2 separate regions of the Sus scrofa genome follow, and region 1 is linked to region 2. A link is a contact called in public HiChIP or PLAC-seq data. All regions are on one chromosome and are shown on one strand. The core of a region is the stretch at or near the end of the contact, and the rest is flanking DNA. Distances in the headings are between cores, read along the strand shown.

Region 1 (3,806 bases), core at 395-2,894, 320 kb before region 2:
GCTTTTCTCCACACACGCCCCAAATTTTATTTGTGAACATACCCATCCCTCCCTATTCAGAAAGTATTTTTCTCACCAATTATAAATTAAGAATAAATATTTGAATTTTTACAAAATTGTTTGCCCCCAGATTATTTAGAAGACACCTTCCTGATAGGACAGAGAGGTTCTAAAAAGTAACAAATAACTTCAATGGAATTTTCCATTTAGTTTGGAGGAAGCTGAGAGCATACACCTGGGATGGTTTTGCACTCAGGTTAAGGTTAGGGACTGTGGGGAATGCAGGTTCCGCCACTTCCTAGCTTCGTGACCTTGGGTAAGGTATTTAATTTTTCAAAGCCTGAGTTTTCACATCTGAAAACTAGAAGCAAAAATCTTCCTCAAGGGTTGTTTTGAAGAATAAGTGAAATACTGCCTGTATCTGGCACACAATAAATAGTCCCTAAGACTCCGCCACTTATGGAGCTGCCATTATTTTTATCAACACTATTATGACTCATATCATTGATAGAACACTATAATTCCTGTGCATTTGGAGTCTTGATAGACAAGAAAAAGACTAAAGGAGATTAATCTAGAGAGATTTTTGAGAAGCGTCATTCCAAAGGAGAGAAAATTCTGTAAAGGCAGAATAGTGGACCCCAAAGCAGCAACTGTTTGACCAGAGTATGGCCAAGGAAACATGGGAACTCATTCCAGTGTCCAGGATGAATAAATGATCAGAAATGGGCATCTTTGAGAGTCCTCGGTTCTCACCGACTAGCAGAACTGCCCATTGTGCAACAGGCAAAAGGTAGGGTGCCTAGTAATTCCCACTGATGCCATCTCTGCATCTTCAGACTCATTACCAACCTCAGACTTTACAGCTGGACCATCTAGGAAAGGAGCTCCCTACCACTAGCTTCTAAATTGTTCCAGAGTGAGCCATGCTTTCGGGAGACAGGTAACAAATTAATGAGATGGAAGCTAGAGTTCAGTGCCTATGGTGGGAATATGATTCCTTATTTTATTCCAATTTCACAGATAAATCAACTGAGGGAGGAGCAAGTGAAGTAAATTGCCTATGACCAAAGAGTTCAGAAGAAACAAAGACAGGATAGAAATCCATAATCTTGAATTCAGAGCTTATGCAATTCCAACATTAAAAGCAAACCTTAAGGAGTTCCCATCGTGGCACAGTGGTTAACGAATCCAACTAGGAACTGTGAGGTTGCGGGTTCAATCCCTGGCCTTGCTCAGTGAGTTAAGGATCCGGCGTTGCCGTGAGCTGTGGTAGAGTTTGCAGGCGTAGCTTGGATCCCGCGTTGCTGTGGCTCTGGTGTAGGCCGGTGGCTACAGCTCCGATTCAGCCCCTAGCCTGGGACCCTCCATATGCCACAGGAGCAGCCCTAGAAAAGGCAAAAAGACAAAAAAAAAAAAAAAAAAAAAGCAAACCTTGAAAATGTTCTATTGCTGAGGATGTGCTATTAGTAACTCTCAACAGAACTCCATAGAAAGGTAAGTTCAGATGAGAAATTCCTCCACTTTACAGTCAGGGAAAGAACCTTGGGGGCTTTCCTTTCTGTGCATTTCTCTAGGGGAGAGCTTGCTGGCTAAACAGAAACGGACAGTGGAGGAGGGGACAGGAGCAACCTTTGTCCTGCCTTCCACAGAAACAGAGTTTACTGATGCGAGGAAACAAATGACATCTCCGTGCTGAGGAACACAGATGTCGGGGGTCACTGAGATCTCTAGGTGATGTGTAGGGAGTCTCGGGGTCCTACTGTCACAGCGGTGCCCTTGGAATCTTCCCAAGTTCCTTTACTCCCCAGTGTCCTCTGCTTCACCAAATTGTTCGCTTCTCCCGAATGATTTTTTTGTCACCCTACTCAAACACTCTGAGATGTTTGAGTTGGTAATAAGATTTGAAAAGTCTGTTTTGTTTTGTTTTTTTTAAAGATGACACCAGTATTCGACTTCAGGGTTGGACACTTCCTCAATCAGCCCTGCTGTGACTTATAAATGTGAAAATGAAACGGCCACAGAAACAGACTCAGACACGGGGAACAGACTTTTGGTTGCCAAGGCGGGAGGGAGTGGGATGGACTGGGAGTTTGGGGTTAGTAGATGCAAACCTTTACATGTAGAATGGATAAGTAATGAGATCCTGTTGTACAGCACAGGGGACTCTGTCCAATCTCTCGTGATAGAACACGATGGAAGATAACATGAGAAAAAGAATATACATATGTGTGGGTACGTGTGTGTGGGACTGGGTCACTTTGCTGTACAGCAGAAATTGTACAACATTGTGAATCAACTCCACTTTGAAGATAAAAAATAAAATTAAGAAAGAAACTCCCCCTTAAATGTCTCAGTCTCTCTTACGTATGCCCAATTTCCAATCGCGAACTGAAGCGATAATGTACTTAACAGATGCTGTGTTACATATTGTTTCGAGCTCATGACTGTCTTGGGCAGAAGCTTGAATACAGAAGACAAAGAGGAGAGATGGCTAAACGGAAGTATCACATGAACTACCCCCGCCCCCCCCCCACCATATTGTACTGTGTTCAAGAGAAGAGGTAGGAGCATCTTGTGTGCTGGGGAGTGAAGGGAATGCAGGATGTGCCTTGTTCCATCAGTCACTGGTCGAGGGAGAAGCCTCATCACCACCTCTCTGGTTTAGTAGGAGATGCTTCAGGGAGGGACGTGGGGTTTGAGGGAGGAAGGGAAGGGTTGGCAGAGACCTAGCCAAGAAGTAGAGTGTCACTGCCAAGTTTCAAGAAGACAGAAGACGATTATTATTCTGTAGAAGGGAAAGTCTAAAGTCACTTCAGAAAACAAAGTGATGGGACAAGTTTTGTGTGGGTGCGTCACCTCTCCGTGGGACCTCATTCCTCCGCACTGGCTGTTCCTAACCCAGGGCTTTAACCCTTTCAGGATATTGGTATTTTATGCATAGTGATTTCATTTCCACTGGCCATTATTCCACAACCCATCCCTGAACTTAACTGTGTTTAAACTCAAAGAATGACCATTTCAGGCTAAATTAAAATCTCTCCCAAATTGCCATTTTCCGTACACATGCAGGCAACGCCAGCTGTATCATTTTCTATTATCCCATTTTCATGCCCTCTCTTCCCAACAATGTGAATTCAGTGAAGCCAAAGAACCACAATGGTACTTCTCTGTCGAATCCATGTAACACCTGTTCTAAGCACACGGCACTTGATAAATATTGGTTAGAATAGATGCATAAATCCAAATGGCACATGTATGTCCTCCAGCAGAAACCCTAATGTTTTGTAGTCTATTTTTATGTGCTTCATATTTCAACCTATTGTTCTGAAGCCCAGACTATACAGAAATGCATGAATGTACCGAAGGAGGAAGTAAAGTATCTAAACCTAAAACATCCCTGTTTGGGGTTAACACATCAAACTTTGTGAGTATCTAACTAGGTTATATGTAGTATGGAAAATATTTCAATTTCCTTCTGCAAAGATATTTTTCCGCTGAGGAAAGAAAAATTGTGGTGTAATTTCGAAACGGGGAAGTCAAAATTTGCTAGAATGGGGCCAGAATATTGCAGAATGTTCACTACCTATTCAGATGTTGTAAGGATGACCAGGAAGCAGAGATTCTGAGCTATAAATATTCTCAAAGAACCATGAAGCATCTGCTTTTAATTTGCGCTTGGGTGGCTTATACATCAGACAGGAAAACATCCCTGGGTTTAAGAGGTTTGAACAGATGCCATAGAGTAAGTTCCCATTTCCGAGTGTTTGTTGTCATTTTGGCTAGTGAACTCCACCTACCGAAAC
Region 2 (3,846 bases), core at 530-3,029:
ACCATCCACTCCTCCCAGCTGGAAGGTCGGGAAATACAGGAGAGAAGGCCCAGGCTCTGCACCTGGTACCAGTAAGCAAACATTTACTGTGAGCTATCTGAGGTGGTAGAAAAGGGGTACACAACTCTACAAATTTACTAAAATTCATTGACTTGTACACTTAAAATGTATGGTATATAATTTTCAAGGAAGCAATTTTAAAGTAGTTTAAAGCCAATAAACAAAATATATGTGTGTGTGTATACACACATACATATGCACATATCTATTCATTTAAGACTTTTAAGAAACTGCATAAAATTATAGGTAGTGTGCCCTCTCATACATCACACTGGAAGCCTATGTGTTAACTTGGGTCACTGTAATTTATTTTCTTTTTCTTTTTTTTTTAATTTTTGCTTTTTTAGGGCCCCACCTGAGGCACATGGAAGTTCCCAGGCTAGGGATCAAATCAGAGCTGTAGCCGCCAGCCTACTCCACAGCCACAGCAACGCCAGATCCTTAACGCACTGAGCGAGGCCAGGGATCAAACCCGCATCTTCATTAACCACTGAGACACAAAGGGAACTCCAACTTGGGTCATTTTTATATGTATCTCAGAATAAATCTTCTCTTGTCATCTCTGTTTAATCAGAGAAAAATCATAAAATTGTAAGATGAACAAAACAATACAAAAACCTGAACTATCTCCAACTACTCATCTGAATCAGATTTTTCTCAATACTGTATGACCAAATGCAGAAATAAATTTATTTCAGAGGCTTTCTGCAACTATAATAAACCCTTCTCACAATATTTCTGTGCTCATCAAAAATACTGTTTTTATTGACTGACTTCCTAATAGTAAATGTGTACATTTTAATATATAAATATTAATAAATATATTTTAATATATTGGAGTTGTGCATTTATTTTATTTTTATTTTTTTTTATTTTTGTCTTTTTGCTATTTCTTGGGCTGCTCCCGCGGCATATGGAGGTTCCCAGGCTAGGGGTCGAATCAGAGCTACAGCCACCAGCCTATGCCAGAGCCACAGCAATGCTGGATCCGAGCCCGCGTCTGCGACCTACACCACAGCTTACGGCAACGCCGGATCGTCAACCCACTGAGCAAGGGCAGGGACCGAACCTGCAACCTCATGGTTCCTAGTCGGATTTGCTAACCACTGTGCCACGACGGGAACTCCATGTGCATTTATTTAAAAAAAAATTTAACTGTTTCTGGTGTGAAGAAAAAAAAAATCTAGGGATTTCCCATCACGGCTCAGCATGTTATGAACCCAGCTAGTATTCATGAGGACGCACACAGGTTCAATCCCTGGCCTCACTCAGTGGGTTAAGGATCTGGCATTGCTGTGAGCTGTGGTGTAGGTCCCAGTTGCATCTGGGATCTGGTGTGGCTTTGGCTGTGGTGTAAGCCGGCAGCTATTCAACCCCTAGCCTGGGAAATTCCATATGCCGCAGGTGTGACCCTAAAAAAGCAAAAGCAAAAAAAAAAAAAAAAAATCTAATTCTCCTGGGCAACAGGTGTTACAAAAAGATTAAGCTTAACTACATTTTTACTAGTAGGATGTTTAGAAATACATTTGGTTTAAAGTAGCACTTTGTTATCATTCCCTGAGGCTCCCATGAAGGTAGATGGGATTTTACTTAGACAGCAAACGTTTATCTTCAAAAAACCATTTTTTAAAAAATCAGATGTTCCATTTCCTCCTTTACCCAACATTTATAGAAACATAGAGTGTTCTTTCTCTCTTCCTCTTTCCTGTTGGCTGGAATCCAAACATGACTGGAGTTCCCATCACTATTTTGGAGCACGAGATGACTGAGCATAGAAGCTACATGTGGCAAAGCAACAACATAGAAGGAATGAGAGTTCCTGAAACCCTGGAATTACTACACTGTCTCTGGAATGTCTACCTCTGGGTTTCTTGAACAAGAGAGATAAACACCCATCCTGTTTTATATCACGGTCTTACAACTAAACTTAACTGTAATGAGTAGACTGAGATCACAGTAGTGCTACAGAGGGAGCAGTAGGCCAAATCTCTGAGTTTGGAAGTGCTTGGCATCTTCAGGGCGCAGCAAGGTAATCGAGCTAAGGTATCAGTAATGAGAGGGAGACATGGAGGAGACTGGGAGGTAAATGCAGAGGCAGATGGTATAGGGTTCGTTGATGCTTTGAGCTTTTGTTTGTTTGTTTTTCTTTTTATGGCCATACTTTCAGCATATGGAAGTTCCCGTGTAAGGGGTTGAATCAGAGCTGCAGCTGCTGGCCTGTGCCACAGTCACAGCAACAGGGGATCTGAGCCACATCTTTGACCTATGCCACAGATCAAGGCAATGCCAGATACTTAACCCACTGAGCAAGGCCAGGGATCAAACCCGAATCCTCACGGATACTAGTCACATTTTTAACCCACTGAACCACAATGGGAACTCTTGAGCATGTATTTGGATGTAGAAAACCAGTGGAGGGCTTTGAGAAGAAAAGTGACTTGATTGATTTATATTTTAAAAGAATTCCTTGGCAGAGAATAGACTGATGCTAATATATTAAATCCATACAATGGGAACATAACTATTACAGTATTCTCTATACTTCTTTTATGTGTTTAAAATATTCTAGTGTTGATCTTAAAAATGAAAGTCAGCTATTTTACTGGCAAAATAAATGGACTTACCTGGGAATAGCAGAGAATTATAAAACAAAATGGACCAAAATGGCAAATACCATAGGCAAGTCCAATGAACAGAGGAAAGGAACATTATTTTACATAGAAAATAGGAGAAGTTGGGAGAGGTAGTTTAGAATCAAAGTCCATTGAAGAAAAGTGAGAATTTGAAGTGATGACATTTTCTCATTGGCTGAGTCACTAGCGTAGTGGGTATTTTTTTTTTTAATATTTATTTATTTATTTTGTCATGTTAGGGCCACACCTGCTGCACATGGAAGTTCCCAGGCTAGGGGTCGAATCAGAGCTGCAGCTGCCAGCCTACACCACAGCCACAGCAATGTGGGATTCAAGCCACATCTATGGCCACAGGTCACAGCAATTCTAGATCCCCAACCCACTGAGTGAGGCCAGGGATTGAACGCACGTCCTCATGGATACTAGTCGGGTTTGTTACCCCTGAGCCACAACAGAAACTCCTTAATTTTTATTTATTTAGTTAGTTTTTTAGGGCCACACCCAAGGCATATGGAGGTTCCCCGGCTAGGGGTCGAATCAGAGATGTAGCTGCTGGCGTACACCACAGCCATAACACCAGATTCTAGCCGCATTTTCGACCTACACCATAGCTCCAGGCAACACCAGATCCTTAACCCACTGAACAAGGCCAGGGATCGAACCCGCCACCTCATGGTTCCTAGTCAGATTTGTTTTCGCCATGCCACAAAGGGAACTCCTTAATTTTTAATTTTATCTTTTTCTTTTTATGGCCAAACCTGCAACATGTGGAAGTTCCTGGGCCAGGGGTGGAATTGGCGCTGCAACTGCAGGCCTACAACCACAGCTCACAGCAACATCAGATTCTTAACCTGCTAAGCAAGGCCAGGGATCAAACCTGCATCCTCACAGAGACGTTAGAGTCTTAACCCATTGAGCCACAAGGGGAACTCTGAGGGTGGGTTTCTTAGAGGAAGATGCAATGTACACCTTCTCCTACTGGGGACAGTAATTGATTCTTTGGGGCTCTGTAAACAATTCTTCCTATAATCGATGTGCAGTTGTACTGCGTGACAGCTCCCCCTTCTGGCCTCCCAGCTCCATTTTAGTGAGGTTTTGCTTTATTAATTTTCACACTAGGTTATAAAATTTCATGGAAAATCTTTCACAGTCG

Evidence for each region. HiChIP or PLAC-seq counts read pairs in DNA pulled down with a chosen protein or histone mark.
Region 1: a contact with region 2 is called in an H3K27ac HiChIP or PLAC-seq map of alveolar macrophages. The contact joins two enhancer-like sites. A contact is called at or near these places in 1 of 47 Hi-C or Micro-C datasets (epiblast stem cells) and 1 of 2 datasets of contacts at active chromatin or transcription factors (alveolar macrophages).

Annotation. Positions count from the first base shown.
Region 1 is chr8:131,142,584-131,146,389 of Sscrofa11.1, reverse strand. No RefSeq gene overlaps it. Among named protein-coding and RNA genes, the nearest start is that of MEPE, 54 kb to the left of the region's middle. Within about 2 kb of position 1,644, at least 2 of the 83 cell types and tissues checked have an H3K27ac peak or open chromatin away from gene starts, as enhancers often do. A contact at or near this core is called in alveolar macrophages, where this site is marked.
Region 2 is chr8:130,825,519-130,829,364 of Sscrofa11.1, reverse strand. No RefSeq gene overlaps it. Among named protein-coding and RNA genes, the nearest start is that of ABCG2, 26 kb to the left of the region's middle. Within about 2 kb of position 1,779, at least 9 of the 83 cell types and tissues checked have an H3K27ac peak or open chromatin away from gene starts, as enhancers often do. A contact at or near this core is called in alveolar macrophages, where this site is marked.